Regions from separate parts of the Mus musculus genome. Here region 2 is linked to region 1. Evidence: chromatin contacts called from public HiChIP or PLAC-seq data. All regions are on one chromosome and are shown on one strand. Each heading gives the region's core, a stretch centred on a gene start, on an enhancer-like site or on the middle of the called end of the contact. The rest is flanking DNA. Distances are from core to core; before and after follow the strand shown. Region 1 holds the start of Padi6 (peptidyl arginine deiminase, type VI). Region 2 holds the start of Sdhb (succinate dehydrogenase complex, subunit B, iron sulfur (Ip)).

What was found. HiChIP or PLAC-seq counts read pairs in DNA pulled down with a chosen protein or histone mark.
Region 2: an H3K4me3 HiChIP or PLAC-seq map of embryonic stem cells shows a contact between it and region 1, with 17 read pairs. The contact joins the promoter of Sdhb here to the promoter of Padi6 in region 1. A contact is called at or near these places in 14 of 39 promoter capture datasets (the 3T3-L1 cell line, the C10 cell line, the HPC-7 cell line and 9 more), 2 of 15 datasets of contacts at CTCF or cohesin (large pre-B cells and thymocytes), 4 of 484 Hi-C or Micro-C datasets (B cells, the G1E-ER4 cell line, the N1E-115 cell line and 1 more), 25 of 115 datasets of contacts at active chromatin or transcription factors (the SCID.adh cell line, SST interneurons, astrocytes and 17 more) and 4 of 9 other capture datasets (adipose tissue, liver, macrophages and 1 more).

The regions. Positions count from the first base shown.
Region 1 is chr4:140,738,870-140,746,727 of GRCm38.p6, reverse strand. It overlaps Padi6 (peptidyl arginine deiminase, type VI), which reads left to right and starts at 4,085. Exons shown (of 16, transcript NM_153106.2): 1 at 4,085-4,239; 2 at 4,793-4,970; 3 at 5,654-5,726; 4 at 6,594-6,661; 5 at 7,543-7,651. The coding sequence starts at 4,148. It overlaps Padi4 (peptidyl arginine deiminase, type IV), which reads left to right. Exons shown (of 16, transcript NM_011061.2): 16 at 371-1,220. The coding sequence ends at 604.
Region 2 is chr4:140,957,423-140,965,280 of GRCm38.p6, reverse strand. It overlaps Sdhb (succinate dehydrogenase complex, subunit B, iron sulfur (Ip)), which reads right to left and starts at 4,010. Exons shown (of 8, transcript NM_023374.4): 1 at 3,805-4,010. The coding sequence starts at 3,876. It overlaps Gm13031 (predicted gene 13031), which reads left to right and starts at 7,379. Exons shown (of 4, transcript NR_045911.1): 1 at 7,379-7,617.

The DNA of each region.
Region 1 (7,858 bases), core at 2,836-5,335:
CGCAAGGCACACACAAAAACACTGTGGGGAGGAGGAGAGGAGGGGGAGAAGGAGTGAGGAGAGGGGCAGGAGGAGGGAGGGGGAGGGGAGGGGAGAGGGAATAGGAGGAGAGGGAGGGGGAAAGGGAGGGGGAAAGGGAAGGGGAAAGGAGGGGAAGGGAAGGGGAGAAAGAGAAGGAGGGGAGGGGGAGAAGGAGTGAGGGGAAAAGGAATGAAGGGAAGAGAGAAAAAGGGGAGGAAGGGCAGGAGAGAGAGGGAGGGAGGGGGAAAGAGAGATGCAAAAGGGAAAAAGAACCAGTCTTAGTCCAGAGACCTGTAGGCCCTACCTACCCTACAGCTGTTGCCTCTGATCTGGCCCCACCCTCCCGCAGGTGAACATGCTGGTCCTGGGCAAGTACCTGGGCATCCCCAAGCCCTTTGGGCCCATCATCGATGGCCACTGCTGCCTGGAGGAGGAGGTGCGTTCCCACCTGGAGCCGCTGGGTCTGCACTGCACCTTCATCAACGACTTCTACACCTACCACGTGTACAACGGGGAGGTTCACTGTGGCACCAATGTGCGCAGGAAGCCCTTCACCTTCAAGTGGTGGCACATGGTGCCCTGAGTCACTACCCCAGGCAGCCTCCCTCGAGGACTGTCCTGGCCAGAGGTGGCTGCTCCCCACCCCCACCCCCACCCCGCAGCGAGGTGCAGCAAGAGATCTGGGGATGGTTGGGCTTCCACAGAGGTGGCCACTGTCCCTGCTGTGACATGTTTGCTTCACCCACATCTGGCTCCTGTCCCATCTCTGTGTGTCCTCAAATGGTCCTTGCATAGCAAGCTCAGCTCTGCTTAGAGATGCTGCAATAAAGATGTAGTTTTGTATCTTTAGTTTACCACGGAGTTCCACACCCCCAGCCCCACCCTCCGCAAAGCACATTGGAATCAATTTCAAAGCACCAATGAGGTGAAAAAGCTTCAACTATGGCTGGCAGCTCTTTTGACTTATTTACTCTGCCGTATGTGTCTCTCTCTTTATATATATTTAATAAAAATTAAAAAAAAAAAACAAACCACGGCTGGCAAGATGGCTCAGCGGGTAAGAGCATTGACTGCAGGTCATGAGTTCAAATCCCAGCAACCACATGGTGGCTCACAACCATCTGTAACGAGATCTGACTCCCTTTTCTGGCGTGTCTGAAGACAGCTACAGTGTACTTACATATAATAAATAAATCTTAAGAAAAAAAAAGGGCTTGTGAGATGGCTCAGTGGTTAAGAGCACCGACTGCTCTTCCAAAGTTCCTGAGTTCAAATCCCAGTAACCACATGGTGGCTCACAACTATCTGTGACGCTCTCTTCTGGTGCATCTGAAGACAGCTACAGTGTACTTAGGTATAACTCGGGAGGCAGAGGCAGGCAGATTTCTGAGTTCGAGGCCAGCCTAATCTACAGAGTGAGTTCCAGGACAGCCAGGGCTACACGGAGAAACCCTGTCTCAAAAAACAAACAAACAAACAAACAAACAAACAACCCCCCCCACACACACACAAATTCCTTGGAGCCTAAGGTGATGACACACACCCTTAACTCCCACCCTCCGGAGACAGAGGCAGGTGGATCTCTGTGAATTCAAGACCAAGCTGGTCTATATATTGAGTTCAGGCTAACAGGTCTACACAGTGAGATCCAGAGACAATTAATTAACGTTTAATTAAAATGAGTAAATAGAAACACGTTCCTCAGGCCAGTGAGATGGCTCAGTGGGGAAAGGCACTTGCCATGAAACCAATGGTGAGCCAAGGCTGGTCCCCAGGACCTGAGTAAAGGTGGGGAGAGAGACCTGCCTCTACAAAGCTGTCCTTTGACTGCCACAGGCATGCACTGGGTGGCGCTGGTGTGTCACACATGCTACTTGCCTTTGCCTCCCAAGTACTGGGACTAGAAGTGTGGCCACCATGCCCTACTGTGAGAGAGAGAGAGAGAGAGAGAGAGAGAGAGAGAGAGAGAGAGAGAGAGAGAGAGAGAGAGAGACCACAGTGCACATGTGGAGATCAGAGGACAGCTTGTGAGACTCACTTTCCTCCTTCCACCATGCGTGCTCTGCACATCGGGCTCAGTGGTGAACGTCTTTAACCCACTGAGCTACCTGGCCAGTCCTGACTTTTCTTTAACCTCATCAAGCCAAAAATTCCCTTCATCCCCCTCCCTCAGAGACTGCCTAAGAGTGCTCTGAGACAGACGTGGTAAATGCCACAGACCAGGTGTTCCACAGACCAGGTGTTCCTAAACCCCAGGAAGGGACCCAGTTTCTCATACTGGGACCAAAGCAATTTTACTTGGCGGGAAGCTGAGTAGCTGGGTGGCTGTTCCCTTCCCTCTCCAGGTCCCCCAAGAGAGCTCCTCTCTGCCTCTTCCAGCTTCGGATTGATTGATTGATTGATTGATTGATTGATTGATTGATTGATTGAGACAGGGTCTTCCTAGAAGCCCTAGTCTGTCTGAAACTCCTTTTTTAGCCAAGGCTGCCCTCAGACTTGTAACCATCTTCCCGCTTGAGCCTCCTGGGTGCGTGGATGCAGGTATGCACCTCTGAGGCGGCTGGGAGCTAGCTCCTTCTCTGAGAGGCCAGTAGAATGGAGAAAGAGAGTAATGGAGGCTGCTCTCTCTAGGCTGTGCCCTGCACCAAGGTCTTCTGGGAAATATGAAGTTTCCATACAGAATCTCCTTAATTAACCTAGGCTGGCTCCCTATTCTTGTTCCTCCTGCCTCCATCTACCCAGTTCTGGGATTGCAGACGTGAGCCACCATGCTCGGCTCTTAATGAGCAAATAACAGGGACGTGGAGGCAGATAGTTCTCTACCAAGGAGCTATGCTCCCACCTATCCCCTTTTCAGAACATTGGCACAGTCTTGTTAAATTGACCAATCTAGACTTGAAGTCACTCGGTAATCACAGGCTAGCCTACCTCAGCTGGATCTTTTTTTCCCCCCTGACAACACATACATATACTATGGAATGCAATACAGAATTTGGCGGCTTTTTGAAACAGAGCATCATTCTGAAACCCAGGCTGGTCTCAAACTCACAGAAATCCTCCTGCCTCAGTGTGGGTGCTGAACAGGTGACAGGCAGGGACTACCATGTGTGGCTTTGTAGTCTGATCTAGGAATGCCAATACTGAAGAGACCATGAACCTCAAAGATGTATGTGTCATCTCAGCGACTCCACAGGGCACGAGAATGCTGACCCCCCCCATTTTAGCAGTTTTGAACTGCACAGTAGATATACAATTTCCTTTCTGCTTCGTGTGTGTGTGTGTGTGTGTTCTCACACCACAGTGCACATGTGAAGGTCAGAGGTCAGCCTAAAGGGATAACAGCTGTAAGCCAGGCTGCACAGGTCTAGCCCATGCACCAGCTCCTGCTGCCCATCCCCCACCCTACCCGCCCTGATGCTAACAAGAGACACAGCTGTGACTGACTGGCTTATCATCGTTATCACCCGGGAAAAGGATGCAGATTGCCTGCCAGGATCAGGGATTTGCAGAGCTAGCTATAGCTTCCTGACACTTCTGTGAGCATAGCACTTTACCAAGTACCCCCACTAGCTGCCAAGAAGCACACATCCTAGAACAGTGGTCCTCAACCTTCTTAGTGCTGCAACCCTTTAATACAGGTGGTGACCCCCAACCATAAGCTTATTTCGTTGCTACCTCATAACTGTGATTTTGCTACTGTTATGAATCATAATATGCAGGATATCTGATGTGTGACACCACCACCATCCCAGCCTTGAGGCCAAAACAGGTTGAGAGCTACTGTCCTAGAACCAAGACTCCCCCATAATCTTGAGATGTAGCACCCAGACCAGTGGGAAGGGCAGAGCCCCAAGCTGTTAGACTCCAATTTCCTAGGGCTGCAGGGTCTACAGGCAGCAGCTGCTAAAACTTTGATGCTGAGTAGAAGGATCTCTCCCTTCACCCTTCCCCCTACCTCCTTCTCCTCTTCCTCCTCCTCCAGGCTCACCTGTGAACCCTTAACAAGGGGGCGGGCTGGGGTGGTCCTTACCTCTACTAAAGAGGAAGGCCAGGAAGCCCCACCGTCCTAGGCAATTACTCTGGTGGGTAAGGACTGCTGACAGTGGCTAGCTTGGTAAGCCCAGCCATGTCTTTTCAGAACTCACTCAGCCTGTCTCTGGTCAATCCCACCCATGCCCTCTGCATGGTAGGCATGGAAATCACCTTGGACATCAGCAAGTAAGGCTTAGCGGGTGTCTGTAGGGGTAATGAGAAGGGAGGGTCTGGGCAGAGTCCCTGTGCCCAGAAGTCCGAGGTTAGCGCTCTCAGCTGAACTGACCGACCCCAAGGAAATCTGGCTTGGTCTCTGAGAGCCCTCCCATCCCAGCTCGGGATACTGACTTACAGCTTTCTCTGCCTCTTGCAAGATCCCTGTTAGCTTCGAAGGTGTCCTTGAGTAGGCGGGGGTTGTGTCTTACGGTTCTGGCATCTGCTCACTCCATGACTGTGAAGCTGAGGCTTGTATGTAAAATGAAGATGTGATCCTCACAAGGAGGCTTTGGGGGAGCGGGAGGTTGGGGTGGGACATCCATCAAAGGCGTGGAGGTCCTGGGGGTCGAGATGGTAAGAGAGGCTGAAGACGTTAGCGCCCGCCCCCCCCCCCACAAGCTTCACTGACAACTCTCCTCAATTCCGTAAGATGGATGCAGACTCCAGATCGGGGGCTGTCCTGGAACCCTGTCGCCTCATCGGTTGGTGAGTCTTCTAACCTGTATTGTCTCCTTCAAACCAGGTGTGCACCAGACAAGTGCAAGTCTTTCACCATCCGTGGTTCCCCCAGGATCTTGATCCACATCTCTAGCTCCGTCATCGCTGGCAAAGAGGACACTGTGGTCTGGAGGTCAATGAACCATCCCACAGTGGCATTGGTGAGGATGGTGGCGCCCAGCCCCACTGTGGATGAAGACAAGGTGAGCCATGGAGGGGAGAGGGGTAACCTTTAACCTACCCAGGTGATCTCAATGTGGAAGCTGGCAAGCCTAGCTGAAGGCCATTGGCAACAGGCCTGCCTACCCAAGGCAGACCCAGCTGCAGCTGTCTGTGGGCAGGGAGAGAGAGGCAGTTAAGGGATGGTGAGTGGGCGGAACCTGCCCATCTATGTGTCGGCGGAAGGCAGTTTCCTTCAGCGAGTGGCTCACTTGGGTAAGCACTGTACCTTGAGTCGGGCCAGAACCAGTGTTGTACCCTGAGCTGAGCAGTGCATACCTATTAAGCCCAATTAACCAGGAGGAGGGTCAGCAGTTGGAGGTCCTAACCTGAGCTACAGAGCCAGCTCCAAGCCAGGGCAAACGACTTTAGTGAGCGACAACTGCTTTTGTTGGGTTTTGAGACGGGGTTTCTCTGTGTAGCCCTGGCCATCCTAGAACTCCCTTTGTAAACCAGGCTGGCCTCGAACTCCCACGATCCTCCTACCCCTGCCTCCTAATGACTGGGATTAAAAGTGTGCACCACCTGGCAAGACACCCTCCTAGACGTCCTAAGTGGCTATGGCCCCTGGGTCAGCTCATAGTGGGTCACTGGAAGATTAGATGCTGAAACACAAAGCAGGGTCACATGCTTACACCCAGTCTATGGCTCTGGGCTGTCTCCACAGGTGCTGGTCTCCTACTTCTGTCCTGACCAAGAAGTCCCCACGGCCACAGCTGTGCTGTTTCTCACCGGCATCGGTGAGTCTTCCCTCTAGGAGCTGAGACCCACCCGGCGTTCCTCTGGAGAGCAGGGCAGGTCTTGTGAAGCAAGGAAGAGGCTCCTTGTGTAGAAGATGCTTTCTATTGGCCCTGAGATGATATCCACGCGCCTGTTCCCTTGACGTTCACTCACTTAGAAACAACCAGAACTTGAGTCACCTGCCCCCACTTCCTCATTCTCATTGCTGCTGGGTCTGGTCCACTGCTATGTCATCTCGTAAATGTGTGTGTGTGTGTGTGTGTGTGTGTAGCCAGGGGAAAGACATCAGATGCGCTGGGACTTAGAGGTACAGGTAGTTATGAGACACAAGCCACGGCATGCCAGGAAGGAAACTCCAATCCTCTGGGAGAGAGCAGTAAGGGCCAACAGCTGAGCTCTCTCTCTCTCCAGCCCCATCTTGAAGCTGCTTTGTAAGAATCAGGTGGCCACTGTGGATGGCTCCCTCCCTGACTTACTCATGAGAATCCACCTGCCTCTGACGACACTGCCTCTAACCAGCGTGTCCAACCTGTGGCCCAGCACAGCTATGGCTACAGCCCAATATAAAATTGTACACTTAAAACATTTATCTTGGCGGGGCTGGAGAGATGGCTCAGTGGGTAAGAGCACTGGATGCTTTCTGAGGTCCTGATTCAGTTCCCAGCACCCACATGGTGGGGCTCACAACCATCTGTAATGAGATCTGATGCCTTCTTCCTGTGTGTCTCCAGTCCATCTCTTCAGTCCAATGCTTGACAGTAAGATACCTCAGTTAGGCTTTTTACCAACCAGGTCAGGCAAGGGTCGCCAGAGCTTTGAGGGCGCCGTTAGCAGGCCAGGTTCTGAGACCCTTCCTTCCCTTTCAGAGATCTCCCTGGAGGCAGACATCTATCGAGATGGACAACTGGACATGCCAAGTGATAAGCAAGCTAAGGTGAGGCTGCCTGGTCAAGGGAGGGTGCAGGACCTAGGGGAGCCATCCCTAGGCCTCAGCCTGTGTTTATCTGACTGTTGGGATATCCAAGTCTCTCCACTATATACCACAAATCGGGGTCGATGAAGTAAACTTGTGATCTACTGAAAAACAGCTAGGTTGTGTGCACCTAGCAAGGGGTGTGTGTATGTGTGGGTGCCTAGCAAGGTGTGGGTATGAGCCTAGCAAGGCATGGTGTATAGATCTGCCTGCATGCTAGCAAGGTGTACTATAGTGTGTGCATGCATGTGTACTTAGCCTAGTGTGTATGGTATGTATGTGTTCTTTTAATCCCAGCGTCCCAGAAATAAAAGCTGGAAGACTGGGGTTTGAAGACCATTCTCAGATGTACATAGGGAATTCCAAGCCCCCTTGGCTATATAGTAGATACGATATGGTCTCAAAACAAAATGGAGTCAGATGTGGTGGCAGCTGCCTGTCATTCCTCCCTGTTCCTGGATGTCTGATGCAGGATGGAGAGTTTAGTGCCATCCCTGGCTTTTACATAGCCAGACTGTCTCAAAACCAACCAAAACTAGCCAGGTGTCCAGAGGCATGGGCTTGGTTAGTAGCCAGTTATAGCTGCCAGCTGCCATCTCTGGACCTCTGGTGGGACATGACCCTTGCAGCGTGCCTCTGTCCCTGCATTCGAGAAACAAAAGCAACCTGCTACCTTTATTTGGCTTTTCATCCATCCGATAGCCTTCTGTTCCCACAGGTCATCTTTCTCAATCTGTGTCCCCTGGCTCCCCAGAGTCCCCAGGGCCTGTGATGACAAAGCTGAATATGAGAGGCAGAGGGTTGGCTTGACTTTCCTACCTCAATGTCCTTGTCACTTGCAGAAAAAATGGATGTGGGGTATGAACGGCTGGGGAGCCATCCTGCTTGTGAATTGTAGCCCTAATGCTGTGGGCCAGCCTGATGAACAGTCCTTTCAGGAGGGCCCCAGAGGTATGTGCCCTTGATGTGTTCCCACTTCTCTCAAACTCTGGCCACCCCTTGGCACACACGCAGATCATGGCTGATTTCCTTGTGGATGACCGAGTCTTTTTATTTTAGATTTTGAGGGGGTGGGGTTGCTCCCTAGAAAAGCATTTGCTTACAATGTACAAAGGCCCTGGCTGGCATTGCTGGCATATCTAAGGATTTTATGCCTTG
Region 2 (7,858 bases), core at 2,761-5,260, 220 kb before region 1:
TTCCAGGACAGCCAGGGCTACACAGAGAAACCTTGTCTAAAAACCAAAACCAAAACCAAAACCAAACCAAACCAAACCAAAAACCCAACATGGTAACATTTTCAAACTGGCACAGGACTCTCGAAAAACACTTGGGAGGTGAAGGCAGGATCATGCAGTTGAGGCCAGAGGAGGCTAAGACCATGCATTTCAAAAGAAAGCACTCCTCCCAAACCCAGTGAAAGCTCACACTGAGGAAACCTGGTGAAGAAAACAAGATGAAGAATGTCTGAACACAAATCAAATTAGGGAACAAACAAGTTCTGCTGTGTTCCACTGCATCTCAGCAAAACCAAGTCTCTGCCATGTGAGTCAGACAGCCGGGGACAATGACCCTGAGCCGATGGCCATGAAGCCCCATCCTCCTGCCTCTGCACCCCCATGCTGGGTCAGCAGGGATGGCCTACAATGCCTGGTTTATGCAGGTGCTGGGGATAATACAGACACATCCTGCGCCCTCTTCTGGACTCTCCAGGTAATTACGACCACATGCATCCGTATTGCGATTCTTCCCTAATGGATGCTGTGTAGCATCGTGCACACTGACATTAGATGCAGAACAGCAGCTCACAGGAACCTCAGTGCTGCCCAGTATTAGGAAGGGGAATATGAGTAACCCCATGAGAAGCCTGTGTCCCCTCGCAGTTTTTGTCCTCTCCCCTAATGTGTGTGCCTAAATCTATATTAAAACTTTTGTTTGAAACAAAACCATATTTATTCCGATTGTGTGCATGATGTCAGAGGTGAGGATGCGCTCGTGTGGAGGGCAGAAGAACACTTTGCAGTAGGGTCCCTCCTTCTGCCTTCATGTGGGCTCTGGGGGCGGGGCTCTGGTCATCAGGCCTGACCAACATGCACAGAGTCATCTCCTTGGCTCTCGGAGTTTTTCCTAATAAACTTTTGCTTTAAAAAAAAAAAAAGACTGTGCAGACAGGGAGATGGGCCAAAGTGTGAGACTTCCTTCTTTCCCTCCCTCCTTGTCCAGCAACTTATGTGCCAAGTTCCCCATGGGAGTGGAGACTGAACACATCTGCAGCTCAATCTATGACTCTAGTGAGCGTGCTATGTGGGAAGAACATCTCTAGACAATCTGCGAGGAGACGAACTTCCTCTAGCTTCTTCAGGGGTGGGCCTGAAGCTAGACAGATGACACAGCCACCAAGAGGGAAGGTGGGCGAAGGCAGGAAGGCAAAGGCAGCATGAAGCCAAACCCACACAGACTCAAGGGGCAAGCTTGTATCTGAAGTGTGTTAGTGTGTTTGCTTCCAATCCAGCCCTGTTACCTTTGAGCTGTGTTTTCTTTAGAGAATCGCTTAGCCAGTCTGGTCCCACTTTCCCCTTTGCAAAGGGGAGGGTGGAGCCGATACCTACTTCACAAGGAGCAAGCCAAACTGCTGGCACAGCTCAGGAAATGATCTGTGCTTTTCTTTCTTTTTTTTTTTTTTAAAGATTTACTTATTATTATATCTAAGTACACTGTAGCTGTCTTCAGACACACCAGAAGAGGGCATCCGATCTCTTTAAAGATGGTTGTGAGCCACCATGTGGTTGTTGGGATTTGAACTTAGGACCTTCGGAAAAGCAGTCAGTGCTCTTAACCTCTGAGCCATCTCTCCAGCCCCGATCTGTGCTTTTCAACACTGGCTTATATATGTATTTGTATTGTTCTGACTGCAGGCGGGCATTCCAGGCGTCTGCCCTCCTGGAGTTCATAGTCCAGACGGAGAAATAAGGATGCTACTGGTAGTTAACCGAGTGCAGCTAAACTCCCACAGGCAGGACTGCAGTCCAGAGGTGCACATCACAGGACTGAGAACCAGAACTGAGGATGGCGCTGTTTGAGCACAAATATGCATTCCCACAGACAGGAGGCCTCTGGAAAGTAGGCAAAGGCCTCTCCTGAAATCCTACCAGAGTCCGACCTTTGAAGCCAGCCTCTTCTACACTCAGAAAGCCCAGCCTGAGCCTGAGAAGTCACCCCTTACAGCAGGGCTCTTACAACTCAACTGCTGCCTCAGCAACGAGGAAAGAGGCTGAAGAACAAGGTCACCAAGAACCATTAACTGGACAACCTATCATGTGGCTCCTCCCCCAAACCGACACACCCCCTTTGTTAGCCACTGATTGCTGCAGCTCTTCAACTAGGGGTGGGGCCTTGTGAAATTTCTCCCATTCCCCTTGGCACGGACTGGTGTTGTGATTATTCATCCCATGTTCTCAGCCCTAAACTCGTCATGCATAAGGAACACTAAATGCACTTAAGAGATTGTGTATGTATATATTTAGCAATGATAATTAAAGAAGTCATGAGTGTGAAAGGGAGGGGAGGCATGGGAGGAGAGAGGGGGTGGAAATTATTTAAATACAGTACTCATGCATAACATTCTCAACAACAAAAACAGAATCATTAACTGAATATCTGGGACACCAGCCTGAGGCTCTGGTAAGGCACTGTCTGTTTTTGTTGAGACAGGGTCCCAAGTAGCCCAGGTTGGCCTTGGATTCCGTGTGGGGCTGAGGATGTCCTTAAACTCCTGATCTTGCTGCATCAGCCTTTGGAGTGCTGGTGTGATAGGTGTGCATGCAAAGGGATGCACAAGTCGGGTGGTGGTGGTGGCTCACACCTTTAATCCCAGCACCCAGAAGGCTGAAGCCGGAGAATCTCTGAGTTCCAGGCCAGCCAGGGTTGCATAAAGACACTGTCCGAAAAGTCAAAACCTAACCAAAACAACACTAAAATTATCACAGGGTGGAGATTCATCTTAGCACTTTGGAAGGAGCAGAGTTCAGTTCCCTGCACGCATATGGCGGCTGATAACCACCTGTGACTCCAGTTCAGGAAATACAGCTCTCTTTTCTCCACGGGCACATGGTGCATATACATGAAAGCACACACTCATACACACACACACAAATCTAAAAAAAAAAAAAAAAAAAACCAACAAAACCCCCCAAAACAAAATGGGAGTTCCTGTTGTCCGCCTGTGAAGGACTATCCAGAAGCCCAGAGGAGGACTGAATGGTATCTGTAAAGTAAGGAGAGGCAGTTTTTCTCGCCTTTCTAAATGCTTCTACTGTGCAGCTCCCGAGGATACAGGGCGTGTGGGGAGACCTATGACAGAGCTACTACAGAATTATTAACAAAAGCAGCTCCAGGCTCTGCCTGTCATCCCATGCCAGCGGTATGAGATCAGTGCCGCTACACACCCCTGAATAAGCACGCTTCAGGGAACCGGGTCTTGCCTGCAGACTTCCACAGTACGGATCTTTCAAGGGGTCGGGGTCGCTTTCTTTCATGTCTCCCTTCCTCTGCGGGTCAAGTGCATTGCCTTGCAGAGTCCACCGCCCTCCGACCTGACCGATCCAGACCAGCCTAACCTGGAGGTGCGACCTGGCCTCCCGGGTCCCACCCCAGACACCCCGCAGGCCTCCCTTTCACACAAGCCTGGCGGAGTACAACTAGCAGGATTTGATTCTGGGTCCCGACCACAGGTCGCTCATCCTATGACCTTGACCTCTCCCTGTCCTCCTCCCAGACCTCTGTCTTTCTGTTCTCTCTTCCAACCTCCTCCCGGCCGCGCCTCTCTCTCCGGTGATGGAGAAGCGCGGAATGGCTGTCTGAAAGGATGCTCAAGAGCAGGATGCCGGGTTAAGTCCTCCCCCGAGGCCTGGACCCGGGCTCCTTCCGCCTCTCCGCGGCCTCTCTACCCAGGCAGCCTCGGTGACGGGCACGGCTCCCCACTGAACCACGGCTCCCGGGCTCACCTGCAGGCCGACTCTGCCGAGAACGGCAGCCGGGAAGCCGCGCTTCAAGGAGACCCCGACCGTCGCCGCCATTTTGGCTCCTGACGTCAGCCCCACCCCTTCCCCTCCGGCATCCCGTCGAACACCGCGGTGGGAAGCCGGCCTCTCACCCTGAGGACCGCTAGCCGCCTAAGCGCCAACGAGTGGAAGGCCGCTTCCGGTTTCTCCGAGCCAATGTACAGGAAGTGCGTGTGTGCAGCAGCGGCCCGTAGGGCGCATGCCCACTGGGCTTCCTATGTTCCTAAGGTGACCTCTGGAGTCTGAGGGGCGGGAGAGGGAAGGGTAGCGTGGAGGGGCGGGGCAGAGGCCAGGAGGGCGGGGCTTTCCTATTCTGCTGGTGGCTGTGATTTTTAACCCTTCTCTACTTGCAGTGGTGTCTGTCAATCACCTGTGACTCTTGTCTGGTCAGCTTTGTGCTAAATCTAGAGAACCTGTCAGTCCCTACCTGATTGGGACACTTGTTAAGTGACTGAAGTGATCAAAAGATGAACGTCACGTCGGTACAGAAGTTGCATGCCCGGCATATGGAGACAGTAGGAGAACCAAGCTCACCCTCCGCTACTTAATGAGGTCGAGTCCATCTGGGATACTTGAGACCCTGCCTCAAAACACACAAAACCAAAACCAAAGCAGCCAGAAAGGGTACCTAGTATGTGGCTGGTGCCAGCCTCTGGAATGCTGTGGTAAGTGAGCGAGCTGCTCACCTAATTCCTCTCTAACCCCAAGGAAGATGACAATAGGAAAGATGGGTGATGTAGCTTATAGGCTGTCCACCAAGGACCCACAGGCTGTCCACTGTCCCCAACTTCAGATCTTCCTACAGGTAAAGAACTGCAGAGAGCTGGGATTACAGCTGTGTGCCACCATGCCTGTGTGTGCTGAACAAGCCTTCTACTAACCGACCTGTGTCCTCAGATTTCGTCAGTTTCCTTAGTCACCTGAGCTGCTTTTTTTTTCTGGCACTTCTAGACAGGGTTTCTCTGTGTAGCCCTGACTGTCCTGGAACTCACTTTGTAGACCAGACTGGACTTGAACTCAGAAATCCGCCTGCCTTTGCCTTCCAAGTGCTGGGATTAAAGGCATGCGCCACCACTGTCCAGCCTTTCTGACACCTTTTATGGGTTCTCTCAGAGCCCCCCACCCTCTGACTGGGGATTTGACCACCTTGGGCAGGCGTGATCTTGGTATCCCAAGTCACTTGGTCTCTTGGGGCACCCAGTGACTTTGCTGGTCCTTGTTACCAGAGGAAGGATTTGATTTCTTTCCGCTCACCTTTGGCAGAGGAGGGCACTGTTTATAGTCTTGGGTTTCCTCACGCTGGCTCTTTTAGAAGACACTGGAGAAATTACCATGACAGGAGGAATGGCTAGATGGGGCCAAGTTTCTGGGAACTCACCCTGAATCTGGCTTCTCTGCCAGGTAGCCTCATTAAAGGGGGTGTGGAGAGGCCTGAACCCCTGGGGGTTACCTTGATCGCCCCCTCAAGGCCATGTGACCATTGACAAGTCCTTCGCCACTTTTTGACTTATAGCGTCCTTGCCTGAATCACTAGGGGTTGTGGCAGCTGAGTTAAGATTCTATGACTGGTGTGGTTGTCTTGCGCAACAGATGGTAAGGTGGCCTTGGCTTCTCAGGGGCCCTGGCTCAGCACTGGGTAGGTTCTTCTAGACTACCCAAGGGACCACCATCAGGGCCACCCAAATCGGCCAAGGTTGTAGGAAGGCTGTCATTTTCTTTGTAACTCCTCCAGGGTGTCAACAGGCAGTATTTCTAGAGAACTGGCCCCCTTAGCCATTTTTAGCCACCATGTCAAAGACAGACACCACTGCTACATGAATGGCCACCCAGGTCACCTTGGAAAAAGCATTGAGCAGCCAGCAAAACTGAGACCTTGATTTATTGGAGGGGCCCTTGGTGCCAGTGTGCCCACACACCCTGCAGTCACATCATTCCTGGGCGTCATGGGGATTTGGGGAGCTTAATGTTATGGAAGGATAATAAATTCCTGGGTGGCTCCACCTCCGCCCTGAGCTTTGGGGTGCCAGAAAGGCACAGATGCCATAGGGCTTAAAGGTCTTCATGGCCCCTTCCTGACTTGGGTTGCCAAGCTGTCCTTGCCGTAAGACCGCAGGGTTTGGGGCTGGTTGGCTGGCATCCGCGGAGAGAGTGATATATTGCTTTCATCAGACATGCTGCTGGAAGCCCTGTGTTTATGCAGAATCTCACCTCATCGCCCACAAATGTGTTTACATCAACAGTCTCCTCTGGTCCTCCCAACAACCCTGATGAGTTTGAATAACTGTCCCCATTCCAGTCGTGCTGGGAAATCTGGGCAACCTAGGGTGGCAATTCTGCTTGAGAGACTCTTTCTGCCCCCCCCCGCCCCCCCAGGGCTAGACGTTCAGTCCAGGAGCAAAGACAAATACCAGGTTGGTCTCAGTAGCTCAGGGTTACATGGGAAGCACTGAGGAGCCTCGGCAGGGCAGAGAGTGGTTTTAAAAGTTCATATTGAAGGGGCTGGAGCGACAGCTCAGCGGGTAAGAACACTTGCTGTCCACTGCCCCCAGAGGACCTGGGTCCAGTTTCTAGCACTTACCTGGTGGCTCACAACCATCTCTAGTTTCAAGTCTAGGGGTCTGATGCCTTCTTCTGATCTCCAAGGGCACCAGGCATGTGTGCAGTACACATACACATATGTAGGCACATATGGGTGGTCAGGGATGGAGAAAAAGCAAGGCAATTCAGTGTGATCAGCCAACCAGCATCCAAACCTCCAGCTGACTCAGTGTATCCCTCCATGAAGCAGGGTACCCTTGGATAGGCTGGGCCTGAGTCCCCTCAGCCCTGGAGCCTCCCCTCTGGCTACTGCAGAAGGAGCCCCTTTTGTGGCTCAATCATCCAAGCAGGGCTGTGGCTTCGGAGTTTGGCAAGAGGCCGACTTCTCCTGGAACATCTCTGTTCTCTGGTTGGGGTATTTTACTTCTAGGTTACCCTCGTTCTGTATCATGAGGCTCTAGAGAGACGCTGAGGTGAAAGCTGGCAATTCCAGAATCAGAGTCGACACAGTTGGCAGAGCAATTGTCAACCTCCCCATTTCCCGTCCCCCTCCCTTATCTATTTTGCCTGGTTCTCAGAGAAGCCCTTTCCAGTCTCTTAGATCATTGAATGACATCATCTGACCCTTGGAGGCTTTGCTGGAGGTTTGGGGTGTAAGCAACCCTTTGGCTACATTTGTGCATAATCGTTACAGCAAACCTACCAGGTGGGAATTATAGGTCTTCATTTGTTGTTGAGGCCACCGAGGGTCAAGTACTTAACCCAGGTCACATAACGGTGGGCTGTAGGTTGTGTCTAAGGAAAGTGCTGGCTGCAGTTACTCGAGTCTACCTCCAGGGGGCACTCCCGGCTCGCAGCGCTGCCCAGCCCTCTCTAACAGCTGTTGCCAATTTGCCTTTAGAAAAGGCTTATCTAAACCCCTTTCTTTCATCCTGTACAAACCCCACCGTATAATTAGACTTCTCAAAATATGCTCTCTGAGTGGGAGCGAGGCAACGGGGCCATAGACTTCTCCCGTTTCACGAGCAGTCTCTATGGAATTAACTCCTGGAGCGGACAGTCACGAGCCACCCCTGCTCCAGCTGGACCCGTGGTGCACACAGCTTAGGTCAGCTCAGCTGCTGGGACTTAGCAAGTGGCCCAGAGCCTTCTGGGGGACTGTGACCCACCCAGCGTCTCTAGCATACTCTCAGATTAGCAGTTCGTGTGATCTTCCAGGTAAGCACGGACGTTTATTCACACTGCGGACGCTGCACTGGGCTGCGTCAGCTTTCTTCCATTTGAGCCTTGAATTTTCGACTGTTTTTAAAATCGGAGTCCTGCAAGTGAAATGTAAGCAGGGACAATGGTAAATATTCATTGGGTTCGTGGTGGTGGGAGTCAGAAGCAAAACACAACGTCAGAGATGCAGAACTGTCAAAGGCAGGGCTAGGGCTGCCTTTGTGAGGGCGGTTAAGAG